2 separate regions of the Mus musculus genome follow, and region 2 is linked to region 1. A link is a contact called in public promoter capture Hi-C data. All regions are on one chromosome and are shown on one strand. The core of a region is the stretch at or near the end of the contact, and the rest is flanking DNA. Distances in the headings are between cores, read along the strand shown. Region 1 holds the start of Maged2 (melanoma antigen, family D, 2). Region 2 holds the start of Kctd12b (potassium channel tetramerisation domain containing 12b).

The links. Promoter capture Hi-C pulls out the DNA fragments that hold promoters and counts their contacts.
Region 2: a promoter capture Hi-C map of liver shows a contact between it and region 1, with 6 times the contacts expected there. The contact joins the promoter of Kctd12b here to the promoter of Maged2 in region 1. A contact is called at or near these places in 2 of 39 promoter capture datasets (cranial neural crest and liver).

What each region holds. Positions count from the first base shown.
Region 1 is chrX:150,812,462-150,815,851 of GRCm38.p6, reverse strand. Maged2 (melanoma antigen, family D, 2) reads left to right here and starts at 1,507. Exons shown (of 13, transcript NM_030700.3): 1 at 1,507-1,623; 2 at 3,115-3,181. The coding sequence starts at 3,137.
Region 2 is chrX:153,694,384-153,697,773 of GRCm38.p6, reverse strand. Kctd12b (potassium channel tetramerisation domain containing 12b) reads left to right here and starts at 1,494. Exons shown (of 3, transcript NM_175429.4): 1 at 1,494-1,689; 2 at 2,096-2,150.

The sequences.
Region 1 (3,390 bases), core at 258-2,757:
ACAATCCAATTACTCATCAAGTCCTAGCAGTCCACCCCGCCCCCACCAATCTCCTCACTATCTCCCCTGCTAACACTCTAGGCCAAACCACAAGCACTGCTTGTTTGGATGACTACCAAGGTCATAGCTATGCTCTCTAGTTCCAAGAAGACACTTAATCCCCATACAACACCTAAGATCTTCTAAAACACACACCTACAACATCTATGTGGTGACCAGCTGTAGGGTGCTTTCATAGACCCTCAGGACCCTCAGGTTTGAGAACTTTATTTTCTTGGTATTGGAAGTTTTCCATAAGTTGGATAGGATAGGAATTTGGGGCACCAGAATTGGAAGAAAATGAGAGACTATTCATTTGTGCTCAGCAGAGAGAGCCTAGGAGATAAGAAAGTAGAAGGGTGACATTACAAACTTGGGGGAAGTAACAGTTTATAGGAAATGAAACGAATATATAAACCCGCCTTGATGATGTGTGAAAATGTATGTGAATCAAATTGTCCATAAAGCCATAAGGATTGGCTATCTTTCATTTGTCCAGTATGGGCAAAGGTGACCTCAAGAAGCAGACTTCTGACTATTTGTGTATAAGAAAGATCTTGAATTTTATTTCTATAACTACCGTGAATTATAGTTTATAATAAGCTTTTTCTGGGTCTGCATTCACCTGCTCTATTGCTAATGATATTTTGTCTACTTCTCTTTGTCTTTACATTTTATCTTGTTCTCATGAAGACACCCAGTTGTTTATGTGAATTTATCAGGCAACAGAAGTGCCATTTCAAACTAGTGAAAAACGTTATTGAGGGTGAATCTGTCAATGCCATAATAAAAGTCATTACTTTGTACAGTTAACTTACGCTGAAAATGGTAGTTTTTTCAAATGAATTGAATCAGCAAAACATAATAAAACAACAAAACAGTCCAATATAGACACCAGGATGGTCCTTGTAGCATTGTTTGTAATAGTTCGAAAAGGGGGAAACAACCCAGAAAGTACACGAAGCTGAACTAAGTAAATAAATTATAGGACAGTTATACAAGAAAACATTATACATTTCTAAAAAAACATATGCTAAGGGAAAGAGGTTTGAATATATAACTTGAAAAAAAGCAGTTACAGAACAGTAGGTAACTAGTATAGCCGGTGTAGGGAGAAAGTGCACATAATCAGACTACAAATTAAAAAATTAATGGAGGAATGTCTATCAAAGTACTCAATGTCATGAGTATTTCTGAGGAAGGAGATTAAAGATAGCTTTTAATTTTCTGTTACATATTTCTGCATTTCTCTGGTTTTCACATGACAACACACTACTTTTGTAGTAAGAAAAATAACGATATAAAATAAATAATTTCAATGAATGAATCGTTTTCGTGGGGGCAGTTTGGGTTGGAAGGGCTTCAGACCGAACCTGGTACAGAGGCATAAACATGGGCTTTGGCGTCAGACAGCATTGAGCAGGGCCCCATTGCCCCACCCCCGAGGAAGGGGGCGGGGGGTAGGGGGCTGCGGAAAGGGGCTGGGCTGGGCTGGGCTGTCTGCAGCTCTAGTCCAGGAGGCTGAGACTTCGAGAGGGACTGAGAGGAGCAGGCACACGCATCCCAGACTCACTGGAGGACAAGGTGAGGGAACAACATTGGGCTTTCCTGGTGAGCAGACAGTGGTTCTAACTACCTGAAACCTATAGCTGGGCAGGTGGGCAATTCTTATTTGACCACTATAGCTGGAGCAGAAGTGCTGCATTTGATGCGGTGTGAGAATGAGAACGACCAAGAAAGTAGTAAGCTGTATATGAACTGGACAGCAGAGACTGGCAGAGGTGGAGGGGAGAAAAAGGGGAACTGTGCATGCTTGGAGGAGAAGGAAGAATATGGGGAAATAAGAAGGGGAAGGCGAGATCCAGGGACAAGAATAGGGGATGCAGAGAAGGGTTAAGGGACACTGGGGAGGGGGGTTGCATAGGTAACACAGAGAAGGATGTAAGGAATGGGAAGAGATTTCTGTAGAGTAAATAGGAAATGCGATGGGAAATAGGGAGTCCGGAGTTAGGCAAGGGAATAGGGAGGGGGGGAATAAGGAGTGTTGAGGGGGGAGGGGCAGACGGGCTGGGACGGAGGCCCCCTAGGGAGGCGGAAAGGGGCGGGACCACTTCCGGCCTTTAGTGGGGAGGGCAGTATCTGAGTTTCGGAGGGGCTTGGAGAGAGTGGACACACTCGGGAATTGTAGGAGGACGAGGTAAGTCATGGGCCCCAGCTTTGGATGAGAGCCTGCTAGGGGTCGGCCCCACCCTCTGGGATCTGGAGAAAACCTGCCTTAAGAGCCAAATCTTACCGAATCCATCCAGCTAGGAAGGGAGGGGACTGGACCCCGTTTGGCTGGGCCTAAGATGGAATCACTAGTTCAATCCTGAGTTGAGGAGGGGGTGTTACAGGGAAGGAGCCAAACCAATTTGGGTTTTACCGTTTGGAGGGGGGCGTGTTAGGATAAAGGGCGGGACCTGGAGGCTCTGTGAAATTGATAGGGTGGTTGTGAGTAGGGGAGGGGCTAGGACCACCAGACACTGCGACAATTTGGATGGAAGGTTTGTTGGGGAGGGGGCGGGGCTGAACAGCATTGCGGACCTGGAGAGGGGCGTGTATAGGAGTTGGGTGCTGGACTGAGACCGTGGACATTGCGCATGCGCTTTATGTATAGCTAGAAAGGGGCGTGTTGAGAAGGGCTCGCAGAGACTGGGCCAGCTGCTGAATGCGCATGTGCACGGTGGACTTCAAAGAACGGGTTTGTACTGGGAAAGCAGGCGGGGTTGAAAGGGCGCTGCAGAAGACGCGCATGCGCACTCTAAGCCTGCGGCTGGGGGGGGGTGCGCTGGGAAAAGGGGGCGGGGTCCTCAGAGCTGCCGCGCTGGCACATCTTCCTGGAGGAGGGGAGGGTGCGGCTGCAGAGAACTGAGACCTAGAGACAGAATTTCTGTATCTGAGCACCTACTGGTTGGGGCTCCGGGAGGGGCTGGGCTTTGGGGCCCTAAAGAAGGTGAGGATCAGCTTCTAGGCAGAACAAGGGATACGACGTTCAGCGGGCTCTCCACTTGACCCAGGCCTTCTCTTTGAACTCAGCTTTGCTAGGTGAACTTGAGACATGTCTGACACAAGCGAGAGTGGTGCAGATCCAGCTCGCTCTCAGGTAAGACCGATACCCCCCCCCCCCCTTTCTTGCTGCTTGCCTTTCAAGCCCCTTTTGCTGCCCTAAATCCTTGGAGCTTCTCCTCCCATCCTTGTCATTCTCCACCCACTTCTTTGCCTGGGTGCATCCCCTCTCCCCAGTGGAGGGGAGGCCAAGAGGAAGGGAGAGAGGGTGGGCGGGCCCTTGGTTCTGTCATTACTTTTTAACTG
Region 2 (3,390 bases), core at 245-2,744, 2.9 Mb before region 1:
CAGACACTATTGCAAATACCAACAAGTGCTTGCTGACAGGAGTCTGATATAGCTCTCTCCTGAGAGGCTTTACCAGTTCCTGACAAACACAAAAGTGGATGCTCACAGCCATCCATTCGACTGATCACAGGGTCCCCAGTGAAGGAGCTAAAGAAAGGACCAAAGGAGCTGAAGGGGTTTTTAGCCCCATAGGAGGAATAACTATATCAACCAGCCAGTACCCCCAGAGCTCTCAGGGACTAAACCACCAACCAAAGAGTACACATGGAGGGACCCATGACTCCAGGTGCATATGTAGCAGAGGATGGCCTTGTTGGTCATCAATGGGAGGAGAGGCCTGTGAAGGCTCAAGGCCCCAGTGTAGGGGAATGCCAGGACAGGGAAGTAGGAGTGGGTAGGTTGGTGAGCAGGGGCATGGGATATGGGGTTTTCAGAGGGGAAACCAGGAAAAGGAATGACATTTGAAATGTAAATAAAGAAAATATCTAATAAAAAAGAATTTAGAGAGATGTAGCCCAATTTTGAAGAAATCCATATTTAAATCCAACGATTTCAGTGATGCTTAGAGAGGGAGAAATGCATACACAACAAAATAATTTAGATAAGGGGTTCACTTTTCTAGTTGGGTTTATACCACAACTGGAGAACATTAACGTGGAATTTTTGGAGTGAGGTAGCCTAACATCTTGACTCTAGCATTTAAAAAACAGTTGAGTGTCTAATACATGGTATGTGTGTAACCCCACCCTCCCAACTCCCCACCCCATCCCTGCTCTTTGTTGACTCTGTCCTTTCTGCCTGCAATGCTAATCCTATCTTGTGGGTAATTCCTATGCATCTGGTAAAACTCCATTTAGTTAATCCCCCAGGAAGCCTTCAGATTTCCCTAGATAGCCCTGGAATGCTTCTTTTTTGTTCTTACAATACTGTGCTTTTTCTCATCCATAATAGTGAAACACAGTATGTTTAATTCTTCTCATGAAGAAGTGTCTAGTATTTCTTTATTTTCAGCTCTTAGCATACAATCTGACTTTTAGGATTTTGGGCATTAAAGTAAATATACCTAATATTAAGTTCAGAATCCAACAAATTCTTCATTGAAAAATTCATTCAGTGTGATTGTGGTTGCCCATAGCACAACCAGGTACTCCAGGCTGACACTGAAGGATGTAAATTTCAAGGCTAGCCTGAGGTATGTAAGAAGGCCCTGTTTCAGAAACAAACAAACGACAAGCCCCTTACAAATCATTCATGTACTATGACTGCAAAATATTTACTTGCTCTGCTGTAACCAAGATGAACCAAATTTCTCCTGTCCTGTCACCACTACCTTTGTTTCTCGCCCCTTCCCCCTTCCGTGCCTTTTCTCTGCTTTGCTTTGCTTTGCTTTGCTTTGCTTTGCTTTGTTTTGTTTTGTTTTGCTTTGCTTTGCTTTGCTTTGCTTCTTGTCTGGCTGCAGAATAGAGCGGGAGGCTGGCTGAGCTGGAGAGGAAGTCAAGTATGTCATAGCAGAGGAGGAGGGTCTACAAGACTGCTAGTTTTAAAGAGGAAAACTCAAATCAAGCACCAAAACACACAGCAAGGGAGAGGAAGAACAGAAAGGCATTCCTCTGTGGAGGTGAGCCCTCACAGCACTGAGGCAGACAGGCACTGAAGCTCGATTTGGCAGTACCTGGCTCGAGACTCAAGGTAACTATTTTATCACCCTCCTTGTCTTTTCTTTCCAGTCCATCGCTTCTGGAATTTCAGAGCTTCTGAATTTGAGCTGGGGATAGGCACGTCTGCTGCTTCTCTATTGAGAGATCTACTGTGAAGCCTGAGACTGGAAAGCAGTTTAGAGTTCCAAAAGCAACCGAAGCGCTTTCCGAGGGGGGGGGGGGCGATCAGAAAAATTCATATTGCTTTCTAGCATCCGTTGAATTTTTAAAGTATTTTGATTGGGTTTAATGCTTCTGGGTGCTAACCTTTTCTTTTATGAGCGAACAACAAGTCACAGATACAAGCTAGTTAGAAGCACAAGGGAATATTGCTGAGGCAAAGAATTGTTTCTTAATTCTTACTTGAAGTTGTTTTCTCCCTTTGCTTGCACTTCCAGTTTAGCTGTTAACTACTTTGATTTCTTGGATCTCCGGCTTGGAGCAGCATACAAGGTGGGGATCACTTTCCTAATTTGAATGTGTGGCTTTGTTCTTACAAACAAGTAAATATTTAAAACACATTGGTTTAAAAGAGGAGAGAGACAGAAGCCAAGAGACAGAAAAGAAAGTAAAAGATTCCAGAAGAAAATGGAGGGCGGTAGGTAGGAAAGGGGGATTAAGACATAGGGATTTCAGGCTTAATAAAATAGAAAACTGGCTGGTTACAAAGTGTCTTGTTTTCTTAGAAATGTCTTCCTGCACATTTTTTCTGTCAGTCACATATCATTTTGACGAGCTTACAGTTCAGTGTACTTTGCTACAGCTGACTTTTGTCTTTGAAAAACATGGATCTTGGTTACAAGTTGAATTATTCAGAGGCAGAAAGGGAGCGATACATTGGTTAGTTTCCTTACTGCCTTTAAAACGCTAGAAAAAATAACTCAGTTCTTCTGGGCTCGGTATACAGCTGCTTTTATTTGTCTTCTCTGCAGCCTGATTTAAGCCCTTTATTAAATGTCACCCTATTTACTTCCTCCTACAGGGACTCTTATTTCTTTGATTAACTGAGGGCACTACTAACACACCCTCATCAGCCTCCTGTTTCTTCATGAAAGAGAATAAATGAGACATTTTAGGGTTTCTTAAAAGGCTGCCCTCTGCCCGTCCCCAGACCCCCCACACACAAAGGGGGAAGAAGCATTTCCAAAACTGACTGAGGGTTAGGTTAAGAGAACTCTTTGTGTTTGTTGCTTGTCTGTTTCCCCATAAGCAAAACCAGCTTGACAGAGAACATTGGGCAGGAGAAGGGGAGAAAGAAGTTATGCAGGAAGCTTTGTACGTAGAAAAGAATTTTTACATTGCAAACACATACAAACAGATAAGCGTCTTCCTGCATGTCCTTCTTTACTTCATGCAATGATGTGTGCACAAGGGGCTGTTTTGAACTAGATATGTTCATTATTATAGAAACCACTTCCATTTTCTTTCTAACAGAAAGAAAAAAGTAAATCAAATCAAAACCAAACAAAAACCAACCAACCAAAAACTGCTCACGTATTGAGACTCCTAGCTATGAGTAGTGTCACATGTAGCTTTTCACAGTAACATTTCTATATCTATGTTTAAAAATGTTTGAGAAAGGCAGCAGCAGAAGTTCCAGTGCAGTTCCGTCCTGACTTTTGTTCTGATTTCTTCTCCCAGAATAAAGGCTCTGTCCTTTTGAAAGTAGCTAACATTGTTTTGTTAACACAAG